Linked DNA regions of Sus scrofa: all the other regions are linked to region 2. A link is a contact called in public HiChIP or PLAC-seq data. All regions are on one chromosome and are shown on one strand. Each heading gives the region's core, a stretch centred on a gene start, on an enhancer-like site or on the middle of the called end of the contact. The rest is flanking DNA. Distances are from core to core; before and after follow the strand shown.

Region 1 (3,624 bases), core at 52-2,551, 530 kb before region 2:
AGCGACAAGGTCCCGCTCTCATGGAATTTACAGACTCAGAGCCAAGAGTCCAAGACAGACAATTAACACGTTAAAATAACTTCAGGTTGGAATTAGCAGGTTGGGTAGGCAGATATTAACTGCTAGCAGCCACTTTAGTGAGGGCCATCAGGGAACAACTCTCTCAAGAGGAGACACTTCAAGATCTGGTTCGTGTAAAGCCCTTACATTGAGCTTTCTTTGCACAAGCTAAGAATTCATCTCGGCTCCACTCTTTGCTGGGCGAATCTGAACAAGCTGTTTCAGTTTCCTTGTAAAATTCAGACACTGACACTTCCTACCAGGAAGGGTTCCAGTGAGGATCATGTTTTAAGTAAAGCACCTAGAACTGTAGCTCGTACAGAGTAAGTTGTTAGCTTTGACTACCTTTAGCCTAAATAACATAATTCTTCCTTCCTCCCTCTCACTTAGGTCGACGGTTCCTAATTTCCCATATCTCAGTTTTCTGCTTCGTGAAATGAGGATGTGGCAGTCCAGCACATCCTGCGGTGGCAGAAAGCGGGGAGCTGCAGCTGAGCTGAGCTCAAGGCAGAAATGCCAAAGCTGCGGCTCATCCGAGGATGGGAGACCCTCTCTGCGTCTCCCTATGGTTCTTTTCACGCGCCCTCTGCCCGCGAAGAAAAAACGGTCCACGCCGAGTGGTCTCAGAAGCAAATCCCCGCCCGCTGGCCGCTGCAGAGCCAGCCTCAAGCTCCACTGCCAAGGAAACCTCGCGTCCCTGGGTGGTCCCGCCCCTCTGGCCGTTGTCCCGCGATTGTCCGCCCCGTGGACCCCGGAGACTCCACGCTCCTCACCCGGGAGACGCTTTCCTCGCCGCCCAGGGTCAGCAGCATCTTGGACACGTCGCGCACCAGGCCCGGGTACTCCACACACACCATGCGCCGCTCGTGCCGCAGGTCCACCGAGACGGCGCCCCCCTGCCCCGCGTCGGCCGCCGCCGCCATCCCTGCCAGTCTAGTCGGGTCCGCCGCGGTCCGTTCCTGTCCTCGCGCTCCCAGAGGCCTCGCCCCAAAGGTTCCGCGAAGGAATCGTTCCGGCCTCCTCCTGGCTCGCGCCTCCCCAAATCCCTGAGTTGCGCGAGGCTCGAAGTCCTCAGGGAGCAAAGGCCCGAAGGAAGGGCCTAAGACTTCGGAGTTAACACCCGCTGGATCCTCAACTTTGTGTTTTAAATGAAGAGGGTTGGAGCCCAAGGGGCGGGGTAAGGGCCTGTCTCTCCCACCAACCCGAGGGACGGCGACGCTTGTAAGACACCACCCAGCCCTCGACTTTAGCCAATGAGAACCCGAGGGCCGAGCCGAGCTTTTTAGCCAATGAAGAGTCAAGACGAAGCCGGGTTTCCGCCCCCTTCCTTGGCTCCCTTAGGTTTTAGCCAATAATGAACCAGGGTTAGGTTGGGTCCCCGCCCCTTCCTGGGATTTAACCCAATAATAGATGGGGGCGTGTCCGAAGCAAACTTCCGGCCGCTCTTCCTGCGTGGAAAGGTCCCAGTAAGCAATGGGTTTCCGGACCCCGGGTCCGCCAAGTGGGTTTCCTCCCGGGTGGGTTCCCTCCCTTTCCCGCTGACCGCCCCAGAATGTGGTTTTTAGCGGCGCACGGAGGCCGCGAGGAGTCCGATCTGGACATGGAGAGCGCGATCTGGAAATGCACTTTGAATGCTTGCCCACCTCCACTCTCAGAAAACGCGGAAGCGCTCCCCGCGCGGACTAAGGCGGGCGTCCGTCCTTCGTTTCTTAGTTATTTAGCGCCTGCTGTGTGCTGGGCACCACTCAAACCTCACCGAAGCATGAAGTGAGGAGACCCCGAAGCGAGCGACTGGGGGCCGTTCTAGGAAGTGACAAAAAGCGAAACTTGAAGGAGCAAAGTGGAGGGAGATGAAGGGTCAGAGGTCGACAAAGGCCAAACAGATCCTTAAAACGATTTACCTAACGGGTTGGCTTTTTCTGAGTGCAATGGAGAGCCCTTGAAGGGTTTTGTGCTGGGAGTGCGGGAATCTGATTTATGCATTTGACTCTTTGGCTGTTTCCTTGGCGTTGTTTGTTTATGTTTTAGCGGTGCCTGTGGCATGTGGAAGTCCCCAAGCCTGAACTCGAACCCAAGCCACAGCAGTGACAACCCTGAACCCTTCACTGCTAGGCCACCAGGGAACTCCTCTGTGGCTGTTGTGTAGAGAATAGACCAGAGACACCAAAAGCAGACTCAGATAAACCACCGGAGAGAGGTTGCATAATCCAGGCACGAAATGCTGCCGGGGGAAGTGGCAGTGAGGATGGAAAGAAGGGACTGGATTCGAGGACGTTAGGAGATAAAAGAGACTCCTTGGGAATGGATACCCCACGTTTCTGAAATGACTCCTGAATCAAAAAGTTATGTTATTATTCTAGATGGATTTAAGAAGGCCGAATAAATGACTGCAGGGACCACTAAATACATTTTTTAAAGAAAAATGTGTAATCTGAATGTGAGGTATATGTCATCGGCTGGGAGCCTGAAAGGAAGCCCACTCAGATCGCTGGGAGGAGTCCACCAGCAGCACATGGTGGAGGAGCTGGAGGAGGCCAGGCACAAGGGCTTCGCAGTCCTTGACCTGCCTTCTCCAGCCGGAACTTGCCTGCTCCACTGGGGAAGAAGATTCTGTGCAGTGCAGCCAAGAGAATTCTCCGGAATTTTCCATGCCTTGACATTAAATGTCCTTTTAAATGCCTCCTGTCTTTTCTCTCATTCCATGCTCCCCTGAGCAGTAATCTGTTGTTGTTTTTTGCTTTCTTAGGGTTGCACCCGTGGCATATGAAAGTTCCCAGGCTAGGTTCAAATCAAAGCTGCAGCTGCTGGCCTGCACCACAGCCACAGCAATGTGGGATCTGAACTGCCTCTTTGATCTACACTGCAGCTTGTGGCAACTCAGGATCCTTAACCCACAGAGCAAGGCCATGGATCGAACCCACATCGTCATGGATACTAGTAGAGCTCTTAATCTGCTGAGCCACAATGGGAACTCCTGTATTTTCTAAATGTTTTTAATTTCCTTTAAATAACCAAGGGTTGAAAACTTTACAGAAATGTTAGGACTTCCCAATATGGCTCAGCGGGTTAAGAACCCGACTAGTGTCTATGAAGATGCAGGTTTGATCCCTGCTGGCCACGCTTAGTGGGTTAAGGACTTAGGTCACAGATGTGGCTCAGATCCCAAGTTGCTGTGGCCGCAGCAGCAGCTCCAATTCGACTCCTTACCTCTCTGTGCCTGGGGCACCCAAACCCATCACAGAGGCTTCAGGGCTGCTTTATTTATTTATTTTGCTTTTGGGGGCCACACCTGTGGCATGAGGAAGTTCCCAGGCTAGGGGTCAAATCAGAGCTGCAGCTGCTGGCCTACACCACAGCCACAGCAAAGCAGGATCCAAGCCGAGTCTGCAACCTACATCACAGCTCACAGCAATACCAGATCCTTAACCCACAGAGCAAAGCCAGGGACCGAACCTGCAACCTCATGGTCACTAGTCGGGTTCTTTCCACTATGCCATGCCATAACGGGAGCTCCTGTTTTATTTCTTTTTTGTTCCTCTCCACCCCACTACCCCCCACCCCACA
Region 2 (3,680 bases), core at 840-3,339:
CTAATTGGAGCTGTAGCCACTAGCCTATGCCACAGCCACAGCAACGCGGGATCCGAGCCACGTCTGCAACCTACACCACAGTTCATGGCAACACCGGATCGTTAACCCACTGAGCAAGGCCAGGGACCGAACCTGCAACCTCATGGTTCCTAGTCGGATTTGTTAACCACTGCGCCACGACGGGAACTCCGTCAATTAAAATTTTTTAAATAGGGAGTTCCCGTCGTGGCTCAGCAGTTAACAAATCTGACTAGCATCCATGAAGACGAAGGTTTGAACCCTGGCCCTGCTCAGTGGGTTAAGGATCTGGCATTGCCTTGAGCTGTGGTGTAGGTTGGAGACGCAGCTCGAATCCCACGTTGCTGTGGCTGTGGTGTTGGCTGGCAGCTACAGGTCCGATTTAGTCCCTAGTCTGGGAACCTCCATATGCTGTGGGTGTGGCCCTAAAAAGCAATAAAATCAAATAAATAAAACTTTGAATAAAAAAATGTACAAATATCCATAAGGCCCTGGGGAAGGGGTTCACCACAGAGCAATCTGCACAGACAACAAACTAGCACTTCAAAGCCTTACATACCAACAGTGGACAACACCAGCACTAAATTTCCCAAGGAAACCAGGCAGACTTGCATCTGCTCATCCAAGAGCAGCCCTTGGGTGGTGACGTGTGTGTGTGTGTGTGTGTGTGTGTGTGTGTGTGTGTGTGTGTGTGTGTGTGTGTGTCTTATGTATGCTTATGGCTTATCTAGCTGCTTCAATTCCAGACTTCCACAGAAATACAGGTTGTGCACTTTTTTTTTTTTTTTTTGTCTTTTTGTCTTTTGTTGTTGTTGTTGTTGCTATTTCTTGGGCCGCTCCTGCGGCATATGGAGGTTCCCAGGCTAGGGGTCGAATCGGAGCTGCAGCCACCGGCCTACACCAGAGCCACAGCAACGCGGGATCCGAGCCGCGTCTGCAACCTACACCACAGCTCACGGCAACGCCGGATCGTTAACCCACTGAGCAAGGGCAGGGACCGAACCCGCAACCTCATGGTTCCTAGTCGGATTCGTTAACCACTGCGCCACGACGGGAACTCCTGTGCACTTTTTAATTAAAGATGCTTGGCAGCTCACACAGAGGGAGCCAGATGGTATAGAGCAAGGAGCAGGATACTGGAGTAGATCCCAAGTTTGAATCCTAGCTGGAGCCGCACAAGTCCCCTGGGACAAGTTACATGAAGCCCTAGTTTTCTTACACACAAGGCAAGGCTGACACTACCTAATAAAGATTCCTGAAACATGGGGTTGTTATTGGATTAAATGAGAACTCTTGTTGGTGTGATTATGTTTACTATGCAATAATGCTAAAAGTTTGAGTGGCATGGACTGGACTGGACTTAACGGCCTGCTTACAGCTTTACTTTCAGTCATAAGCTCAGTTTCTTCAGGACTCAGTGGAAATGGGAGACTCAGGATAGATCTTCAAGGCTTCTTTAGCTCTACCCATTTAACCTTGCACCGGCTGACCTCACCTACTGCCCTGCCCCTCATTCACTGTGCTCGGCCACCCTGGCCTTCTTTCCGTTCCTCCAACAACCAAGTTCAGGTCCTCTCTATTTGCTCCCAGCCTGGAACACTCTTCCCTGTAGATTTTTTCCCACCCTCTTCATTTGGAAAAACTCACATGTCACTTGTCCAAGAGCCTTCCCTACTATCCAGCTTAGCACTCACTGTCGCGTCTTTCTCCATCACATTACCCTGTTCCATTTTCCTTGTATGATAATGTTAAATTCTTTTTATGTGTTTGTTCTTCGTCTTCCTCGGGTTAACCACCCCGTTCACCCCTCGACTATGAACGGAACTCAGCCAAAAAACAAACAAAACAAAAAACAACCTGTTGAATAAACGGAATGCAAGCATGATGTAGCAAGTCAATGGAGGGGCTCTGTCCCACTCTCTTATTTTTAGGTCTTGCTCTATTCCACCCCGCAAGACCCCAGAAACAAAACCGGGAGAAAGCAGCGCGGGAGTCACAGCCTGGGGGCCTACGTGCTGCTGCGACAGCGCGATGCCGGACGGGGGCGGGGCCCGGAAGTGACGCACAACTACTTCCGCTTCTACAACCCCGGCACTTCCGGATTGGAAGGCAGGCGAGGACGCGTTCGGACGGTAGGTGAAAGCGATTTTTACTTGTTCCGGGTTTTTTTTTCCCCCGGGCTCGTCTGTAAAGCGAGCGGCGTGTGGCTGCTGTCATCGCGCGGGGGACCCGCCTTTGGCCCAGGGCCCCAGGGATGGGGTCGCAGCCGCTCCAGGCCCTTCCACACGGGAACCAAGGCCGGGGTCGAGAGTCGGCCGCTCGTTGGTTCCTCCCTCTCAGCTCCGGAACGCCCACCCCGGAGCGGAGCAAGGTCTCGCTGGCACCGCAAAGCGGGGACGGAATCCGGGACCAGGCTTGGGCACGTCCCTTCAGGCGGGAAGTGGTGTGTTCAGAATAAGTGGGGAGGTAACCATTTGGGAGCCAGATGGAGAGGAAGATCCCAGTCGTTAGGAGGCGGGTTAGGTCACAACCGAGCGAAGTGCAGTCGGAAAGCAGCCAGAGTATTGAGAAACGCTGCCGAACCGGGAGGCGGGACTCAGTTAAGGGATTAGAGGACGTGATGGCCAAACTTAAACCAGTTATAGCTCAGAAAGGTAACGTGGAGGGAAAGCATTCTTGGGAGGATGAGATGCTGTTGCAAAGTCCCTGAGAACGAAAAGGAGGGCCGTGCTGTATTCTGAGAACAGAAGGAAGGCAGGATGTCTGCAACCCAGAGACATGAGAAGTGGAGAGGTGGACATGGACCAGACTAGCTCATGAAGAGCGTGGTAGGTCTGTAAGGATTTGGGATTTTATCTTAAAAATAAGAGGGAAACTAAGAAGTTTTTAGTGGGGAGTGATGGTATATTTAAAAGATTGAGCTCATTTCAAGAAATCAGAAGGAGAAGCTACGGGGGTATTTACAAAAAGGAAAGAAACTGATGGAAAGTAAAAGAATATTTGAAGGAATTGTCTGCTCTGTTCATTGTTATTAGGAGATCCTGGAAGATGAGCCAGGAAAGTGTCTCTTGAATTTAATCTCTTGAAGGTCATAGGCTTTTTTTTTTTTTTTTTTAATCTTTTTTTGGCATTTCTTGGGCCGCTCCCGCGGCATATGGAGGTTTCCAGGCTAGGGGTCGAATCGGAGCTGCAGCCACTGGCCTATGCCAGGGCCACAGCAACGAGGGATCCGAGCCACGTCTGCAACCTACACCACAGCTCATGGCAGTGCCAGATCCTTAACCCACTGAGCAAGGGCAGGGATCGAACCCGCAACCTCATGGTTCCTAGTTGGATTCGTTAACCACTGCGCCACAAGAGGAACTCCAGGTCATAGGCATTTTTTACCAGAGCAGTCTTGGAGGAGTAACAGGGATGAAATCTGCAAAGAAGTGGGTTAAGAAGTGGTTGGGGAGTTCTCATTGTGGCTCAGGGGTAAGGAACCCAACTAGATGCTTGAGGACGTGGGTTCGATCCCTTGCTTCACTCAGGCATTGCCATGAGCTGTGGTATAGGTCGGTAGGTCGCAGACACAGCTCCGATCCCGGGTTGCTGTGGCTCTGGTGTTGGCCGGCAGCTACAGCTCTCATTTGACTCCTGGACTGGGAATTTCCATATGCCAG
Region 3 (3,817 bases), core at 1,315-3,814, 620 kb before region 2:
GTCTACCACCCCTACGCCACCCTGGCTCCTCCACCAGGCCCTGGGCATCGGGTACAGGTGACCAGCCATGATCATCTGGTCGGGACAGCCTAATAGGACCCCAGCCTTCACGGTGGATGAGGGTGTGCTTAGCAAGCTCAAGGGCCTCAAGGAAGCTGCTGGAGTCAGGCTGCCAGGTAACCCTAGCCTACCTGGCTCTGAGCAGCCAGCTGGGTGAGGTCGCTGCCCAGCGAGGCCCCTGGACGAAGTCATCCTCCAGCTGCATTGACATGTGCCCTGAGCTTGAGGGTAGAACTTGATCCCCTGTAACTTCTGAGGTGAAAAAAAAAAAGAGTAGTTCTGTCCTGGCTCAGTGGAAATGAACCTAACTTGTATCCACAAGGATGCGGGTTCGATCTCTGGCCCTGCTCAGTGAAAAGATCTAGTGTTGCCGTGAGCTGTGGTGTAGGTTGCAGACATGGCTTGGATCCCAAGTTGCTGTGGCCGTGGTGTGGGCCGGAGGCTGTAGCTCTGATTTGATCCTGGCCTGGGAATTTCTGTATGCCCTGAGTGTGGCCCTAAAAAGACAAAAAAAAAGAGGGGTGGGGGGAGGAAGAAAGAAAGGAGAAGAAAAAGAGCCTCTGAGGTGAGGACTATAGATCCCCTGTGTTCTAAGTGGGAAAGTGAGGTGCCAAGATCCCTCCTGGCCTGTAAGTAGCAGCCCTGGGGTTAAGGCCAGATCCCTCTGGTCCAAAGGCGCATGGCTTCCCCTTCCCCTGCATCCTCTCTGCCTTGGCCGGCTCTGCCTCCTCCTGGGGAATGGAGCCCTGAGCAGGGATGTTGGGAGCCCCAGGGCCTGGGATACCTCGGTCCCTTCCCCCACAAATACCTGTTCCCTGGCCTGTCCTCATCTGGGACCCACTTCATGTCCTACACACACACACACACACACACACACACACACACACACAGAGTCCATGAAACCCGGCTCTTCCTGGGAGGGCTACCCTCTGATGTTTTTCTGTTTTATTTTAAAGTCCTAGCCATCCCATTAACTTGATCATGAATGCGGCTGAAACCTCTGAGTGTTCCCATGGCCGGGCCACCAGATCCCCCGCCAGACCCTGGGGGTGTCCCCTGCAGGGCTCTCAGAGGCAGGCAGAGATGACCAGGAGCCTGCCGCTGTGTCAATGAGGGGAGGGGGCCTTTCCTCTTCCCTCACCCTTTCACCCAGCTCCTCCCAGACCAGCCCTGAGGCTGCCCTTAGGCTGAATCCGTCCTCTCCCGAGGTAGGGAGAGGGGAAACAGAGACTGCTGGGCCAGGGGACAGCTGCCTGTTGGCAGAACGCTGGCCTCGCCTTCCAGGGCCACGAGCCTGGGTCTGCGCCAATCCCCTCGTCTTTTTATTACCAGGGAGGGACCAGCATCCAGAAGGTACACCTGGAACTCTGCAAAAGCATAAACTGTGTGAGAAAAATCAGTTGGTCCCAGACCAGGTCCCAGGGAACCAGTGTTTGCAGCTAAAAATGGAAGCACAGCCTTTCAGCCAGCAGTCACCAGCTCCCCCCAGGCTTGTGCCAGGTCCCTGCAGACACTGGGAAAACAAGCCCTGCCTTACAGAAACCATCAGTCCTCAAGGGAAACCCCAAGGATGCAGGCAACGACACCCACAAATGACCTGGGAGGCTGGGCCGCGGCTCCAGGCATACCTGGGTTTGCAGCGGCAGGCTGCGTCATTGCGACCTTGAGCAAACCTAGAACTTCCCTGAGCCTGGATGGTCGTTCTGTCTCCCGTGCTGCCCTCTGCCATGCTGCCACCGAGTCTACTCCCGCCTGTCGACAGCCAGCTGGGGAAAGATCAAAATCCACAATTCGAATTTGGGCTTCTTTAGGATGCTTTCACAGCATCCTAAAGTTGCAGGTGGCATCTGCATCTGGTTTCTCCCCAGCCCTTGTGTGCTCCCTTATTTACCACTAGGGTGCCTTCCTTCTTGTCCCTCTGAATGCCCCCTCTGTCACCACACCTAAACCGAGGCCTCCAATCGGCGCAATAGGTCTACCCTTGGCGACAGTAAGAGGATCCCCCTGGGGCTTCTAGAGTCGCTATGGTGAACGAGGGTCCATACCACCCGACAGGCCAACTCCTTTCCCAGGGGAGGAAGCAGAGCCCCGGAGCTGCTCATGGTGTCCGGGCCGACGTGCCAGGCCCAGGGGCCCTGAGCAAAGGATAAAGGATCCTAAACCCGGAAGGTAAGCGCGGCGGCGTTCCGCTGGTTTGCCCTTCCTGTGATTTGCTTCTGAAAACAATTAAGTTTTTCCCCCAAGCCGCTTCTCGTATTTCTTAGACCCGCACCCCCATCCGGAGTTCCTGGACCCGGGCTTCTCGCCACTGCATCGTAGGCGGCGTTCCAGGTGGCCAGCAGAGGGTAGAGTCCCGGGGACTGCCCCCCGCAAGCGCGGGAACCCCTGGGGGCGGAGACTGCAGCTGGTGGGCGGGGCGTGCGGGCGGGTGGGAGGAGCAGCGGCGGATAGGCGGGGCGCGCGGGCTTTTTCCCGCCCCGGAGCCCCACGCGGCCCCGCCCCCGGCCCGTCCAGCGTCGGGTCGTACCCTGCACGCTACCGGAAGCGCGGCGCCGCAGCCGGGTTTCGCCCGACCCCAGGCCAGCCGAGTCCCTGATTTCCTGGCCGAGGTGCGCCCTCCGTCTGTCTACGCTGGTCCGACCGCAAGGGGTGAGTCTGCAGCCGGTAAGGACAATCGCGCTCCCTCCGCTGCGCCTTGTCCCTGCCCCGCGCCCAGCCGGAGGAAGAGCGCCGCGAGTCCCCAGCCCGCAGTGGTAGTCGAGATGTGTGTCTTCGGCCCCAGGCTCCTGGGTGCAGATCCCCGGCTGGGGCGGACCGAGCTCGGCCCTGGCTGTGAGTCGGCAGAGCGTCCCCGGCGGCCCGGGCCCCGCGGGAGGGAGAATCTCGCGGAGCCAACTGTCGAGGGGGGCCTTGGAGGACGCTTCGCCCCAAACCGGGTGGGAAAACTGAGGTCTGTAGAGGGAGGGAGAGGGATTGGGAACGGCCTTGCAGAGGCCACCGAATGAGCAGGGCCAAAGCCCCAGAACTCTGGCCCCGGGATCTTTGACCTCGAGCGGATCCCCACAGAGCGGCCAGGGGTCCGGTGCTCACTGCTCACTGTGACACAGCCCTCCCAGTACATCAGGGAGTGCGTATTGCGTCTTGTCCCCTGCACCAAGCCCCCTCTAGCCGAGGAGGACCCCGACGCTGTGGCAGAGCGGGGACGAGAGTGACTTGCCCAAGATTATCGCCGAGCGGGTGCGAGCTGAAGCTCGTTCCTGCGGTCCCCGGGAGAGTCCAGGCTGCCGCCTCCTGGAGCAACGCCCTGCTGCCACCCCTGCCCCTGCTCCCCGCCCGGGGGGATCGCGGCCGCCCCTCGCTGCGCAGCATCCCGCTTCCCAGGCCCGGCGTGTCCCCGCTGTGCCGGCTCAGAGCTTAATTTCGGCGTCCTCATTGTCTCCCTGGGGAATCCCTCTCCAAGATCAGCCCAAGCGCTGTTGCCCTGGTCCGGAGGATGGCCGCCCTTCGCTCGCCGCAGGAGTTTGGGAGGGAGACCTGAGAGCCAAGGCAGGGGACCGGTCCTTGGGGCACAGCTGCAGGCTTCGGGTGAGCAATGAGCCTCTGTCCCCGGGTCAACTTGCCAGAACTGCCCCATCTGGGCCTAGGGTCCAGCAGGATGAGAAGATGACCTGGAATCCACAGTCCCCTAGCGGGGCTGCCCGGGGGAGGGCGGAGCAGCAAGGCTGGGGCAACTATCCTCCAGATAAGGAGCATTCCT

What was found. HiChIP or PLAC-seq counts read pairs in DNA pulled down with a chosen protein or histone mark.
Region 1: an H3K27ac HiChIP or PLAC-seq map of alveolar macrophages shows a contact between it and region 2. The contact joins the promoter of GTF3C5 here to the promoter of TTF1 in region 2. A contact is called at or near these places in 3 of 47 Hi-C or Micro-C datasets (embryonic fibroblasts, heart right ventricle and liver) and 1 of 2 datasets of contacts at active chromatin or transcription factors (alveolar macrophages).
Region 3: a contact with region 2 is called in an H3K27ac HiChIP or PLAC-seq map of alveolar macrophages. The contact joins the promoter of GBGT1 here to the promoter of TTF1 in region 2. A contact is called at or near these places in 1 of 47 Hi-C or Micro-C datasets (embryonic fibroblasts) and 1 of 2 datasets of contacts at active chromatin or transcription factors (alveolar macrophages).

The regions. Positions count from the first base shown.
Region 1 is chr1:272,741,204-272,744,827 of Sscrofa11.1, reverse strand. GTF3C5 (general transcription factor 3C polypeptide 5) reads right to left here and starts at 1,301. Exons shown (of 11, transcript XM_021070913.1): 1 at 834-1,301. The coding sequence starts at 983.
Region 2 is chr1:272,210,913-272,214,592 of Sscrofa11.1, reverse strand. It overlaps TTF1 (transcription termination factor 1), which reads left to right and starts at 2,089. Exons shown (of 12, transcript XM_021070753.1): 1 at 2,089-2,150.
Region 3 is chr1:272,835,207-272,839,023 of Sscrofa11.1, reverse strand. GBGT1 (globoside alpha-1,3-N-acetylgalactosaminyltransferase 1) reads left to right here and starts at 2,564. Exons shown (of 7, transcript XM_021071033.1): 1 at 2,564-2,709; 2 at 3,521-3,645. It overlaps LOC110256503 (a long non-coding RNA gene), which reads right to left and starts at 2,468. Exons shown (of 5, transcript XR_002338098.1): 1 at 2,333-2,468; 2 at 1,689-1,826.